3 separate regions of the Gossypium hirsutum genome follow, and regions 1 and 2 are each linked to region 3. Evidence: chromatin contacts called from public Hi-C data. All regions are on one chromosome and are shown on one strand. The core of a region is the stretch at or near the end of the contact, and the rest is flanking DNA. Distances in the headings are between cores, read along the strand shown.

What was found. A called contact is a pair of places that touch in the nucleus more often than the background predicts.
Region 1: a Hi-C map of leaf shows a contact between it and region 3, with 2.5 times the contacts expected there. The contact joins the promoter of LOC107889150 here to the enhancer-like site in region 3. A contact is called at or near these places in 9 of 34 Hi-C or Micro-C datasets (anther, leaf and petal).
Region 2: a Hi-C map of leaf shows a contact between it and region 3, with 2.6 times the contacts expected there. The contact joins two enhancer-like sites. A contact is called at or near these places in 10 of 34 Hi-C or Micro-C datasets (callus, fibers, hypocotyl and 3 more).

What each region holds. Positions count from the first base shown.
Region 1 is chrA09:63,363,497-63,368,378 of Gossypium_hirsutum_v2.1, forward strand. LOC107889150 reads right to left here and starts at 1,635. Exons shown (of 2, transcript XM_016813487.2): 1 at 1,479-1,635; 2 at 885-1,186. The coding sequence starts at 1,597. The coding sequence ends at 976. It overlaps LOC107889151 (vacuolar protein sorting-associated protein 41 homolog), which reads right to left. Exons shown (of 19, transcript XM_016813489.2): 19 at 4,488-4,882. The coding sequence ends at 4,811.
Region 2 is chrA09:63,462,006-63,466,355 of Gossypium_hirsutum_v2.1, forward strand. LOC121206114 (serine carboxypeptidase-like 51) reads right to left here. Exons shown (of 13, transcript XM_041076409.1): 11 at 4,172-4,224; 12 at 3,710-3,842; 13 at 2,838-3,250. The coding sequence ends at 3,173. Among protein-coding and RNA genes, the nearest start is that of LOC121206114, 8.2 kb to the right of the region's middle. Within about 2 kb of position 2,521, at least 1 of the 9 cell types and tissues checked has an H3K27ac peak or open chromatin away from gene starts, as enhancers often do. A contact at or near this core is called in leaf, where this site is marked.
Region 3 is chrA09:63,403,488-63,408,171 of Gossypium_hirsutum_v2.1, forward strand. No RefSeq gene overlaps it. Among protein-coding and RNA genes, the nearest start is that of LOC107890289, 2.8 kb to the right of the region's middle. Within about 2 kb of position 1,849, at least 4 of the 9 cell types and tissues checked have an H3K27ac peak or open chromatin away from gene starts, as enhancers often do. A contact at or near this core is called in leaf, where this site is marked.

The sequences.
Region 1 (4,882 bases), core at 385-2,884, 40 kb before region 3:
TTAGTAACATGTTTTATTTTTCATTTGCTTTTATGTTTTTTTTTTCTAGATTAGTGGAATATTTCGATCGCTAGCGAAGGAGATGGAGAACGTGTTAGCAAATTTGCATATTGATGATGGTGAGGAGGAAGCGTGGCAGATTAATTTGGATTTTATAATGATAGATCTATCCACTGTTCTCTATTTAGTCAGTGTTTTCTAAATACTAGTGTGATGAGTTTTCAATCTATGCAAATAACTTTAGTAAATCTTTGGCATCCATCGGGTGGGGTTTCGATAACGGAAGTGGAAAGAAAAGGAAAGAAAAGGTATCTATCCTGATTTCATTACGAAGTAGATTTGTATAGAGTAGTGAATAGTGCTCCATAGATGTTTAATAACCATCTTCTTAATTTCCGCAAGCTTAAAGACAAGGAAGATCCGTTCCTTTATTATTATTTTTTTTTCAGATTTTTAGGTTAAGTTCATGATATCCTGCATGGATTAATGTCTGAAACAATAGTCAAGCAATTTGGAGATTTCATTGGGAGTTCTGTTGCTTATATGCTAAATCAATTGCTAATGGTGTTAGTAGCTATATATGTATTCGAGTGAGGGTGGATGTGTGGCATCTACTCGAAAGGAGGAAGAAAATAGTGCTCTCGCAATCAAAGCAGGTCAACGAAAAGAAAATAGTGCTAAGGGAGGAAGGCAGTTTTCGAGGAGTGATTTTATGGATAGGATGAACTTAAATCTTGGAATTAAGGTAATTCCATCAGGTAATGGATGGATATCAGGTTGGGCCGAATGGATATCGGTAAAGTAATGTATCAAATATACCATTTTGATAAATAATCTTGTAGTGGGCCAAATTTGTCTGGTCCGAGCAAACAAAAAACAAAACAAAAAAAATCAAAAAATATTATAATAGTCCTTACAGTCCAATTACAGAAACTAGTGGCCCAACTACAAGAACAGGCCCAACAGGCCTATAGCTCAGTTACATGACCCAAATTCAAAAAAATAACCTAATACAAGCCCAACCTCAAAATTACATCGGCCCAAATGGCCCAAAAATTTTAGAACAGAAACCCTAGCAGTTCCTGCTTGCGCCTCAGCCTCCCACGCGCGCCACCACCTCCGTACGATGCCAGCGCCGTACGCTCCGTACCGTCCAGCAGCCACGCCCGCGCCAGCACATCCGCACCTGCAGAGAAACAAACAAGCAACAACAGCAAATACAAACAAAAGAAAAATATTGTATGATTATTTTGTTAAATTTCTTTTCTCTCTTTTTCGGCTATAAGGCCGAGATTTCAATCCTTGTAATCGGTTACGAACGAAAATATACGCACAGAGAATACAAAAAAGCAGAGGTGACTTCTTTCTTCCTCGAATCCTTTTAGTTTTCTATGCATCGTTTCGTTTCTAGTTTGGGTCATTCACCATTACTGTTTTAAAGAAAAATAAACAAAAGAACGGTGACAGAGGAGCCTTACCGTGCAAGCGAGCCATGGTTTTCTTCTCCCTTCTTCGTCGAAATCGAAGTTGAGGAGGGATTTCGGGCTAAGATTCCCTCAGGCTCGAAGAGTCCCACACGATGAAGATGAATCGGCATTTAGCAAAGGGGATTAGGGATTTGAAAATAGGCAGAATGGGTGCTTGTTGATTCGGTTGGTTTAGTCCATATAAGAGACTGGGAACGGCGCCGTTTTGACCAATTTTAACGGTCTAGATACGGCGTCGTGTGGTGGCTTTCACCCAATGACCCGACCCACGCCTGGTTAAGACCCATGTGTTAGGTCAGAAAGGGATATTTGCACCTTAAGTCCACTTGTTCGGCGTTGTGTCATGATTGAGTTCTACCAGCTTTTCCCTTTGTTTTTTTAATTTATACATTTAATTTACAAGTGAAATCAATTCGATCCACCCTTCAACGCAGCACTCAGGGATCTCGTATATTGCCAGTTTTAACCCCTATGAGTCTGCACGCGTTAAGCTTTGGTCCTTCCTCTAATTTCAGTAATTTATTGTATTTATTAATTATCCTTTTAGTTTCATTTTTGTTTCAATTGAGTTTCTTTTTATTTACTCATTACTCTCAGCATATTTTATTCTTTGAAACCCTTTTATTTTTGAAAATTTACTTATTATTCACCTTTTAATATATTATTTTGGAGTATTTTATTAAGTTTTGCATGGTTTTAGTTTGTTATTCATATTTTCATTTATATATGTAAATATATCTCTACATGTAACTATATATATCTATTTGTTTATTTTCTTTTAAATTTGTTTGTTTAAAATGTTCTTTTATATATACATACATATACACTTTATAAGAAGGTTAATTCTTTTTATGCATTTTATTAATCTTATATTATTTTACATACATAATTCCTTTTAAATTTATTCTTATATATTATTACATGATCCTACATAATATATTTTTTAGGTTATTATTACGTAAGTACATATGTTTATCGATACCTATATTTGGTATATATATTACTATTAAATCTATGTATTTTACACACACAGTTTTCTTGATATACATATTTATATAAGCATGTTCTTAAATCCATTACATAGTTTATTATAAAATTAACTTAATCTCGTATGTATTTCTATGTTTTTTTACGAATGATTATTTTCAAAGTTATTTATGCATATATTTTGTAAATCTATTTTGTGAATTACATCTCATCATGTATTTTATTATCCTTTCATATTATATATTATTTGAATTATCATATATTTTGTAAACTCTTAAATGGACTTGTGTTTAAATTATTTTACATGCAATTTGATTCAAACTTCTATTCTATAATATTTATTTCGGTAATTATATATTCTTAGTTTCTATGCAAATTTTTCAACTTATGCATTATGTGTTTTAAAAATGTTCATTCTACAATATATGTTTTGATGATTGCATGTATATACCAAGTTTGTTTTTATAAATAGTTTCTAATTTATCAATCCATCAATTCATATAGTGTGCATCGCGTACTTACCATTGTTTAAAATAGTTTTATACCATATTGCTTCTTCGATTTGCATTTTGTTTCGTGCGACTAATAGTAATCATTTGTTATTATGCCATGTATGTTGTCGTTGCATATTATTTATTTATTGTCATGTTAATTATTCTCCATGCATGGTCGAAATTGAGTTGTATTTCCAAGTTAGCTATACTTAGTTGCTTAAGTGCTTGTTAGTTGATTAAATAAATTGCATTACCTCCACTCTTCCATTGTCGTATTTTATGCGTACGTATATTACCCCATATCATCGTTTTCCACTTGGTTTTTGAAATGTGGTTTTATAAAATCCCAATTTTTATGATTAATTTCGTCTTATTTCAAATCGAATTAATGCATTTTAAGCTAGTTTCACAATTATTTAAGAATTCTTTAAAACGAAGGTAATATTCGATATTTGGCAATTCGCGGAATCGTGCCCTAACGTGTTGGGTTGCAATTTCTCGTTTGCTCAAAGTAATCGAAGGTTCCTTTAGAATTTCACCCATGTCTTTAAAAAATCCTTTAAACGAAGGCGATGTTCGATATTTGGCGATTCGCGGAATCGTGCCCTATCGTGCTGGGTTTCAATTTCTCGATTGTTCAAAATAATCGAAGGTCCCTTTTGAATTTCACTCATGTCTTTAAAAAACTCTTCAAAACGAAGGTAATACTCGATGTTTGGCAATTCGGGGAATCGTGCCTTATCGTGCTAGGTTGCGATTTCCTGTTTGTTCAAAATAATCGAATATTCCTTTGGAATTTCACTCGTGCTTCCTAAAGCAAGGCAATGTTCAATGTTTGAAAATTCGAGGAATCGTGCCCTACCGTGCTGGGCTTCGATTTTTCGTTAGGACTGAATAATTGGGCATCCTTTTATACTTTTCAACGTATAAACTTTCGGAAGTCAAAATTTATCGTTGTTTTCGGGGGTATAAAGGATAGTGTCCTACCGTGCTGGATATGGTGCTGCATTCCTCCGAAATAAGAGAATTTTGGCAACCAACTCGAGCCATTCAAATATTTCAAAAGGAATCACCTTTCAAAAACTCTTTTTCAAATCTTAGACATAAGGACAGTATTTAATCGATTTGGTACCAATTTTGGGCGTAGTGAGGGTGCTAATCCTTCCTCATACGTAACCGACTCCGGAGCCTATTTTCTCATATTTTCGTAAGACCAAAATCGTTATTTTAGTAAAAAGAAATATTTTATTAAAATAACTGAATTTCTAGGTGATACGATCACACTTAAACAAAAAGGATTGGTGGCGACTCCATGTTTTATTTTCAAAAAGTCGATTCCCCATTTTTTTATTAAACTTAAAATTTCGAAAGATGGTTTCGACAAATCTCATGAGCATACCATATACCATTTGAGTTATTAATTTTTAATTTTTAATTTTTTTTATTATTGGATTAAAAAGGGCCAAAAAGAACATCTCTTTATCTACAACATCGGCAATGTATAAAAAACAGATTGTGATAGAGGTCAAGCTCTCGCTGCAAATCGTAGCATATTATTTCATTAAAAACTTTGTTTAGAGTGCAAGATACACTACATAAATCATCAACCGCCAAAAAGGATTAATTACACTTTCCAATAATTACATGGATGAGGATCTATACAATACAAAAGTTGCCATTAATTGAGGCACAACAGCATTCAAGAGAACAAGAGGGCAAGAGAAAGAAAGAAAGAATCATGAATGTCGACAGGCAGGAGCACAAGGTAAGCAAAACCTAAACCACGACCCAAAAAAATTTTGCGACACACGACACGCACATATAAAGGCATGCAAACCAAACTTAACTCGTCGCTGTAGTACATAGAATACATCGCATCCGAGGACCACCAGCCTCGCTACCATTGTCATCCTC
Region 2 (4,350 bases), core at 1,271-3,770, 59 kb after region 3:
AACCCGATTCTAATTTTGTTAAAGTCATAACAATTTTATCGTACTAGAATCTATGAGTAAATAAATTTAATTGTCTTATTCAATCGAACGGCGATGGCTAATTAGTTTAATTTCTACTTTGAATTTCAATTATTTATTTACAACCAATTAAACTATAATTCGAAGAAAATAATTTAATCTCTAAGTTATCTCTTGTTCATAACGAGAGAATGCATTTGTTGTGGATAATGATACATGCGATCTGTTTTTCTAATTTGTTGTTTTCATTTATTCATTGTATCGATTTCAAATGCAAACCATAAAAGTTGTACCGAGCTAGCCGAGGGTCCTATTAAATATATATATAATTAGGGCTAAAATAATTTATAATTAAGTTTCGAATCGTCATATATTAATTACAATATTATTTAGTCAAGGAGTCAATCTACGTTCAAAATCCTTGGTTTTTGGATTTTCAAATATTCTCTTTTTTTTTTTATCTTTCCATTTTTGCTACATTTAGTTGAAGTATTATTTTTTTCAACATGTTTTGGTGTATGAGTTAGCAATAAAGTAACTTTGCTCTGTAATTTTTAGCCACTCTCGTGATTTGTTTTGAGCAAAGGGAAGGGAATTCTTTTACTTATTTTGAAGTGATTTTTTTTACAAGAGTTTTATTCACCCTTCTAATTTCAAGTATAAACTTATACTAATTATTCTTTATCTTTTAACTAACTATTTTAATACTTATGTGATAATTAGGTGATTTGTTATGTTAAATACACTAGATAACCAAATGAGGCATTAAAGTGTAAATGAGAATAGGAAATGGAAAATGTTTTCTATAACTAAGGATTGTTCAATAGGTATATCATACTTGCATATCAAATAGAAGTATGATAATTGTTTTAGGGTTTGCTAAACTTTTGGTTGCTCGTGCTTTAGGATATGGTATTTCGCAAGTCTATCTTAAATGAATTTGTGGTGAAGATAAATCTAGAAACGCCAACATACAATAAAATACTATTCTTTCAGGAGGAGTGCTTCCCCTTTTCGTGTCTACTTTAGTTTTCAATGGTGCGACTTATAGAAGGGAAACTAGTAGAAATAAGGAGGCTGAACAATTAGCTGCACGTGTTATCATACAATCACTTCTTGGTATCTTTCTTGTCCTATTTAAAAAATTTCAAACATATATATGTGCGTGCACACGTGTAAACATACCCTGATTTTAAGCCACTTATTAGCTTGATAAGTTCTCATCTCATTGTTGGATCATTCATATAGCTGATGATAGGTATGAGACTATTGTTTCAGAGATCATAAAATCCAAAGCTAAACTTTATGATGCCTTGAATAAAGCTAAGGATTCTAGTTTTCACAATACACCTGTTGGGACAAACAGACTGAATCATAGTAAAACAAACATTGCCGTCACTAACCATGTTCCAAATACTACACACCTAAGCTGTGGAGCAAAACATCCACGCCTTGAGTTCGAGACTCCAGAATCAGGAGAAGGTACTGATTGTAGGTCATGAGTTCATGACTGCAGGCACAATTGGAAGATCAATGCAATCAGTACCTTCTCCTAATTTTAGAGTCAGTTTAAGATAACAATTTAAAAACAAGAATGAGTTTAAAATTTCATGTCAAGCAGCTATAGTATTGATTCCATAAGAATTAAATCTGAAACCGATTCAAAATCTTAAACATAATTAGAGTTTTTTTTTTATGGAAATTTATGAGCTAGTTAATAACATTGGACATGACTAAAATTACAAATTAGAAAAATTTATACATTTTATTTATTATGAATTATTGACATATGAGACTATTTATGATAGGAAATATTAATTTGTTTTCCTATAAATAATTCAAGTAAAAAAGAAAGAAAGAAGTCTTGCCCTTTCAATTCTATATAGCAGAGCAGTGGCATTTACTCCTTTAGCTAGCAGCAATATTTTATATGTTCCACAAAAAATATATATACTTTTTATATGATGCTGTACCTATAATTATATGAATAGCATTGAGTGCAAAATGCTTCATTGTATTCAATATAGGTGAAGAGTTTACATAAAATAGAAGGATTTTTATTATTTTTACATAATATAGCAGCAATATTATTTTTGGGAAAAAAATTGAAAAACTAAAAACCGATTCAAATTAAGGTGTATGTACAATTTATGAAATGCAAGTTTAGAAATTATGGTTATCCGAAATTGAATAGAATTTTATTTTTTATTTAATATATAATTAATTCTAATTGTTTATGATATAAAAATAAATATTTTATATTTACAATAGTGAAAATAATTCAAAAGTTCTTAAAAATTTATTTTTTTAAATATTTATGAAAAAAATATTTGAAATTGGGTCAAATAAAATTCAAAACTCATAAAACAAATTTTATTTTAGCAAAATTAATCTAAAAATTTAAAAATTAACATACAAAAACTGAAAACTAAACTGAACGACGTGTAGGGAACGGCAAGGGGCTATACTAAATGTTGGGTTGGCCTGTTGGGATGTTAGATTGCGTGCAGAATATAGTTATTTTGTTGTTTCTTGTCATTTTTGCGTTGCAGTGAAGACCCTCTCAGAGTCTCCCCTAACGTCCTTTCTCTTATCTCTAGGGATTTGGGTATATTTCTTAGGACCCGGCACTGCACAGTCTAAGATTTACTCTGTCAAAATTCATGATCCCAACATATATATATAGGAATTTTAGCTTCTTGTATCAGTGCACCATGCATGCATATATATAGAACCAAGTTAATTGCTTTAATACATATAAATAATTTAGATTTAAATCTATGTAAAGTTATAAGTTAATATAAATTCTCAAAATATTATAATTTAATTTTCGCTTATATCATAAATATCTAAAAATCAATTTTTTTTATGTCAAAGGAATTCACTTATTTTCTTTTTTTTTTCTTCTCCTGTAAATGATAATTACAACTTGGAGCAGAGCAACATAATAGCATCAATAATCTACCTGCTTCTGTTTAATAATTGCTTTACGTGTAGTCTCTCAGCTTCTGAACTACTAATTCTGAAGATAAGATAAGCCAATCCCTCTGTTTCCTTGTCGTTTTTACCCTTTTTATTATTATTTTACATTGTTATTGAAATGTCAATAAATCCCATCAATTCTTTCTTTCTTTCTTTCTTTCTTGTTTTGGGTCTATGAAGTTGATGCAGCTGGGGATTGCGTGATTGCCGCAGCCATGTTTAAAGCTACACAGGGTTGCTCAACAGGCACCTGCACTCAATAATTCATTAAATTTTAATTATTAGTCTTAATAATAATATTAACATACTTAAATTCACCTCCATAATGCATATATCTTCTAATACCTTTTTTCAGCAATACATGACTAATTTTTATTTTATTTTTGGATATATATACATATATAAATTGTCAGATAAGACATATCGATTGACTGACAGTGTCCAGTGCTTTGTCTTTCCTTCACCATAAATTTTTCATTGACAAATTTCATTTTATTATATACATATATTGACATTCTGCAACTATTTTTTTTTCTTTTGATCAATTTTTTTTATATATATGATGAGTCTATGACCTTTTTTCTCCCTCTAATAATAGCATGCATGATGATCATATATATATGAAGGTGACGGATGGAGACATGACAATCATAGTATTTCTTGAGATTGAAAAGATGGGGTTTGATAAATAATGATTTAGAAGACTTACAAAGTGTCCAGCCCCAAGAATCCAGAAAAATTGCAGGTTTTTGTATGATTTGATGAACCCTTTGGTGGCTTGATCCTCTTTACAGTAAAGAGGATTTCGATCCTTGCTTAAAAACTCTTTCAATCCTTCCCACCTAAAGACATTAATACATAAATATATATATATGAACTATATAACTCCAAGAGTCCATATGTTTATATAATCCTCATTTCTTCCCAATGTCAAATATTGCATATATTCAAATATTAAAAAGGCTTAAGTTTTTTTTAATGCATGTGCTCCAACATATAAGTACTGAGTGTAGATGTCTAAATTACTTAATCTTAAACATTTATAAATGCATAACCTTAGAATTTGCTAATAGAAGTAATTAAAGAAAGAAACAGTCAAAATGCATTAAAGGTAGGTGTGTTTTTGGAGGGCCAATAAGGCATAGATAGAAAGGGAAAATAAGAGTCATACTTGAGCTTATCAAGCCAAGCTTCAGTTCCCTTTGTTGCACATATCACATCAAGCTGCAATAACCCATCCATCCAACAATACCATCATTAATTAATGGTAAAAATTCAAACCACAAAAAGAAACCCTAAAAAACAGGTAAAAGCTGCCCTAAATTCAGCTACTTCATGGAATTATTTTGG
Region 3 (4,684 bases), core at 599-3,098:
ATACACAGGCTGATTGTGTTAATACGTCGATTAAATACTACAATGAAGCGAAATGAGCAGTTTGCTTGAGCAATGAAGAAGATGATGCTCGATCTAAGAGGGACGCAAGTAGAGCTTCACAAAACGAGGGGAAAAATGGAGGTTAAGTCTAAAACAAGGGGAGGTGGAAAAATGTTGCATGTGTTTTGATCCTTTCTCGATACAAAATGCATCAGTCGTCGTGTTCTTTTGCTGCCATGCTTATCACACGACTTGTTTGATGGATTCTACTGAAACTAATAGCACCAACAAAAAAGGGACTGGAGTCACCTTTGAGGGGTTATATGAGTACGAGCACGATGAGGAGGAGGATGACAATGGTAGCGAGGCCAGAGATCCTCGGATGCGATGTATTCTATGTACTACAGTTACGAGTTAAATTTGGTTTGCAGGCCTTTATATGTGCGTGTGGTGTTTGGGTGTGCGTGCTTTTTGCTGGCAAATTTTTTTCCGGTCGTGGTTTAGGTTTTGCTTACCTTGTGCTCCAGCCTGTTGACATTCATCATTCTTTCTTTCTTTCTTTTGCCACCTTCTTCTTATTCTCTTGAATGCTGTTGTGCCTCAATCAGTGGCAACTTTTGTATTATATAGATCCCTCATCCATGTAACTATTGGAATGTGTAATTAATCCTTCTTGGCGGTTGATGATTTATGTAGTGTATCTTGCACTCTAAACAAAGGTTTCAATGACATAATATGCTATGATTTGCAGCGAGAGCTTGACCACTATCACAATCCGTTTTTCATACACTGAGAAAGTTGTGGATAAAAAGATCATTGTTGGCACGAGTTGGATCAAAGCTTAGGGTAATTTTTTATTATTTTGGTTGACTTTTGTTGATACATCTTTGCTTCTCGCTTTAAAGGTCTGCTTCAATAGATAGAGGTCTTTATGTCATTAATTACTATTATTATATGAACCTTATTCATGGTTGGGACGTATATCATTGGAATACTCGGGAAAAAGTTGATGATATGATTATACATTAAAGGAGAATTGAGTATATCTTATGTATATTTGTATTCAATATTTATTTTATAGTGTTATTTTTGTCACTGACTAATTCTTTCGCTCCGGCTTTACTTTGAAAAGATAGACAGGTTGATAAAATATGTGCTTCATTCTTGTAAACAAGATCAAACTTCTAACCACATAGTTAAGAAATAAAGTGAACAATCTCCACACCTAAACTTTTTATTACCATACGTGTTTTAGCTGTATTTTGCATCATGGGATCCTTAATTAGGAACATGAAAATAGAGAATACCAAGTATAGCATGCACTTAGGGTAAAATGGGCGCTGCTAAAGCATTAATGATTAGTGAAGCTCAGTTGATATTGGATTCATCGATGCCTGAAAGTTCCTCCGAAAAGGAAAGAGTGAGAAATCTTATAATCACATCACATCCCTTTCTTAACTTCTTGTTGTTGGATTGTCAACAGTACCTTTTTCTTAAAGTGTAGGTGTTTAGCCAGCATTGTGGAGACTTGGATTCCATTTGTGTTAGAGTTAAGCATCCATTTGAACCCAACTGCAGCTGAGCATTAAAAAAAGGAAGAACCAGTTAAGCCATTGAGCAAGAGGGAAATACCAACTTTATACATTGGTATTCTGGACTGGGCTTGGGATTGCCCTTAGATTCTAAAGGGTGACTACAGTCTTCGTGAGTAATATCACATCGTCCTTTTGGGAGGTTCAGAAGGATTGTCGATATCTGTATCCTTGTAAAAAGGAGTAGGTTGGGGAAGAGAAAGGGTTTTGTTCAATTTGAGTTTTTTTTCCAGGTAAACAGAGCAGTGATAAACCTTAATGGCCATACAGACGGAGTTCAAGGTTAGTAACTAGGCCTATTGATAATGGGCCATCAGACCCAAGGAAAACCAAATTGGAATTGAGGTTTGAATCCAAATCGATTACTAGATTCAAAACTGTAGAAATGGTTGGCAGTGAAGAAGATGAGAACATTAGTCGAAATTGAATCTGGGGTTAGATATATATAATTGGAATTAGCTGAGATTGTGTTTGGCAAATAATGGGTAGGGAGGCGGAACAAAAGGGAATTTCCAGAAACGGCTTGTTTATCTTATTCTATTTTACTGAGCTTTCTTTCTTATCCTGATTTTTGCTCACTTGCCATTTTACTCTTAGGAATTACTTGTGTTATGCTTTCTTATTGATTTTTTTTTATTTGTTGCTTCTGTGAGCATTAGTAGTTGTTTTTTTTATTCATGTTAAAGGTGGATCAAATTGACCAACTGAATCGATCAGATTAGAAATAGACAGATTTGAAGATTGAATTATCCCACCAAACCAAAAAATATTCAGAGCACTAAAAACCAATTGAATCAGGTAAGAAACCAAGTTCATCAAGCTTCATCTTCCTATGCTGCTTTCATCAGGCTCCAAAAATTTATATATTATTATTAATTTAAAATTAGGATTAAATTGAAATAATTTATAATGTTGAGGGTTAATTCTTTTAAAATTATGATCAAATTGATATAATATGTAAAAATTAAGGTCTAAATTTATATCAAAAGCTTAACGAGAATAGACCAAAAACAAATTTGATTAGATAGGTAATTATTTTGAAAATTTTAAAAGTTAAGCAACTAAGAAAAAACTTAAACATAGGTGAATAACTTATAATGTGATTTATCCAAAAATTTATACACAAGCTTCTATGCTATACAAAATTCATGCATACGCACATATGACGACATAAGGATTATATATTAAGAGAAAATAAAAGTTGAAAAAATATACGCAATTTCATTTACATATTCTGAAGTTGCTATCACAGGATAAATTTTACAATGATTCTGGTCCCCTTCGGCCCTCTCCCATCATTTAATGATCTCGCTCGTGAATGAGATAAATGGAGACAATCAAGTATAAGCCCAAAACCATTTAGCTGAAAGAGATTGTGTGCTTCAAAGAATATTCTTTCCAAGTTTTCTACGTAAGCAACCCACTGTAAACATAATTTCATTTTATATATTTGTATAATTTTTTAAATGATTTATAATTTAATTTAGCTATAAATTATATAAAATTTTAAATCAATCGGACATTTTTGGATAATTTTAATATATACTTATGGTTGAAACTTCTTTTATCTAATAAATAGTTATAGCCTTATAACTTTTTTAAAACTCGACTTATGTAATCTAAGTTTAATAAAATATGAAATAAAATAAATATAAATGTATAAAAAGTTTTGCAATTATGTAAAATTAAGTTAAGTTTACACTAATGAAAGTTAATTCCTCCTCCGTATAATACATATATTACGCATGCAGATGAGCAATAGTTGGGATTGTGGGCATGAAATGAGATACGCGTTCTGGTAGCCAGCGTTGTTGGGAAGGAATTATAAAAGTTCAAAACATCATTAAAATATAATATATAATCATATGTATACGAGTTTATGAAAGCTATTTTAATAGCTTAGGATCAAATTAGGACTAAAATGTAAGCATTTCAAACTATCGAGTTGACTTGTGACTTCGGGGGTTTAAGGTCGTGACGCAACTCACCAACTTGCCCTCGTTGTGACATTGCGAGCTTGACATCGCGACATCACTCGCTGTTTCCAAAAGGTCCATATGGTACCAATTCAGAACACTTAAAACAATTGCATATTTGATTCATTTCAACTAATATGCCAACTCTAGTCACACAAAATAAGTCATATCCCAAGTTTAATTTAACATTTACAATCAAAACTTCTAAATTGACCATTTACTATATCAAGCTGACTCAAAACCTAGGTATATGTCGTTTATCGAAGACAAAAATAACTATAAAAACATTGTTAAGTTGAAGGCTGCATATTGGATGTTGATTCACTTCTTGGAACTTCGAGATCCACCTATACTTGCACACAAAATAAACAAATCGGATGCTGAACAGTAAACTTTAGTGGTACTTTTATGATTTAAGACAATATAACAATAGCTTTAACCATATAAATACAACTAATTCATGATTCATTTGATTCAAATATATAGGGAAATTTTTTTTATAGTACATTTTTTTTATACATGCTAAAAAAATGCTTATTTTTATTTATATATATTGGTGTAAGTTATAACTACATGCTACACCACCAGGCGTAACTTAAGAAAAAGTTGACAGGACATATAACTTATCTGTTAGCATGTTTGACCAACATGTCTTGATTATTTACTTATTTATTATTGGGGATTTTGAGTAGTGGATCTTCCAAGGAGAATGGATCAAGTAAGATTAGTTTTCATGAATCCTAGTGTATTCTACTTATTAGATAATGATTTTAATATAAAGTCAAGCAAAGACTCTTTTGCAAACATTCAATGTGATCATGTTTCTTTATATGAAGATATGGCTTACTATAACATTTAGCACTAGAACTTGACAATTTTTCTCAATTTGGTACCTAAGCTTTTTTTTTGTCCAATTCAACACATAAGCTTGATACTTTTTTCCTAATCTGGTACTTGAGTTTTTTTTGGTCTAATTTGGTACCCTAAACTTGACACTTTGTCTTAATTTGGTACCTAAACTTTTTTTATCCAATTTGGTACCTAAACTTGTCAAATGTTATACAAAGTACCTTAAAACACCTAAGGTGTTAATTATTTTTATGAGCAACAAAAATA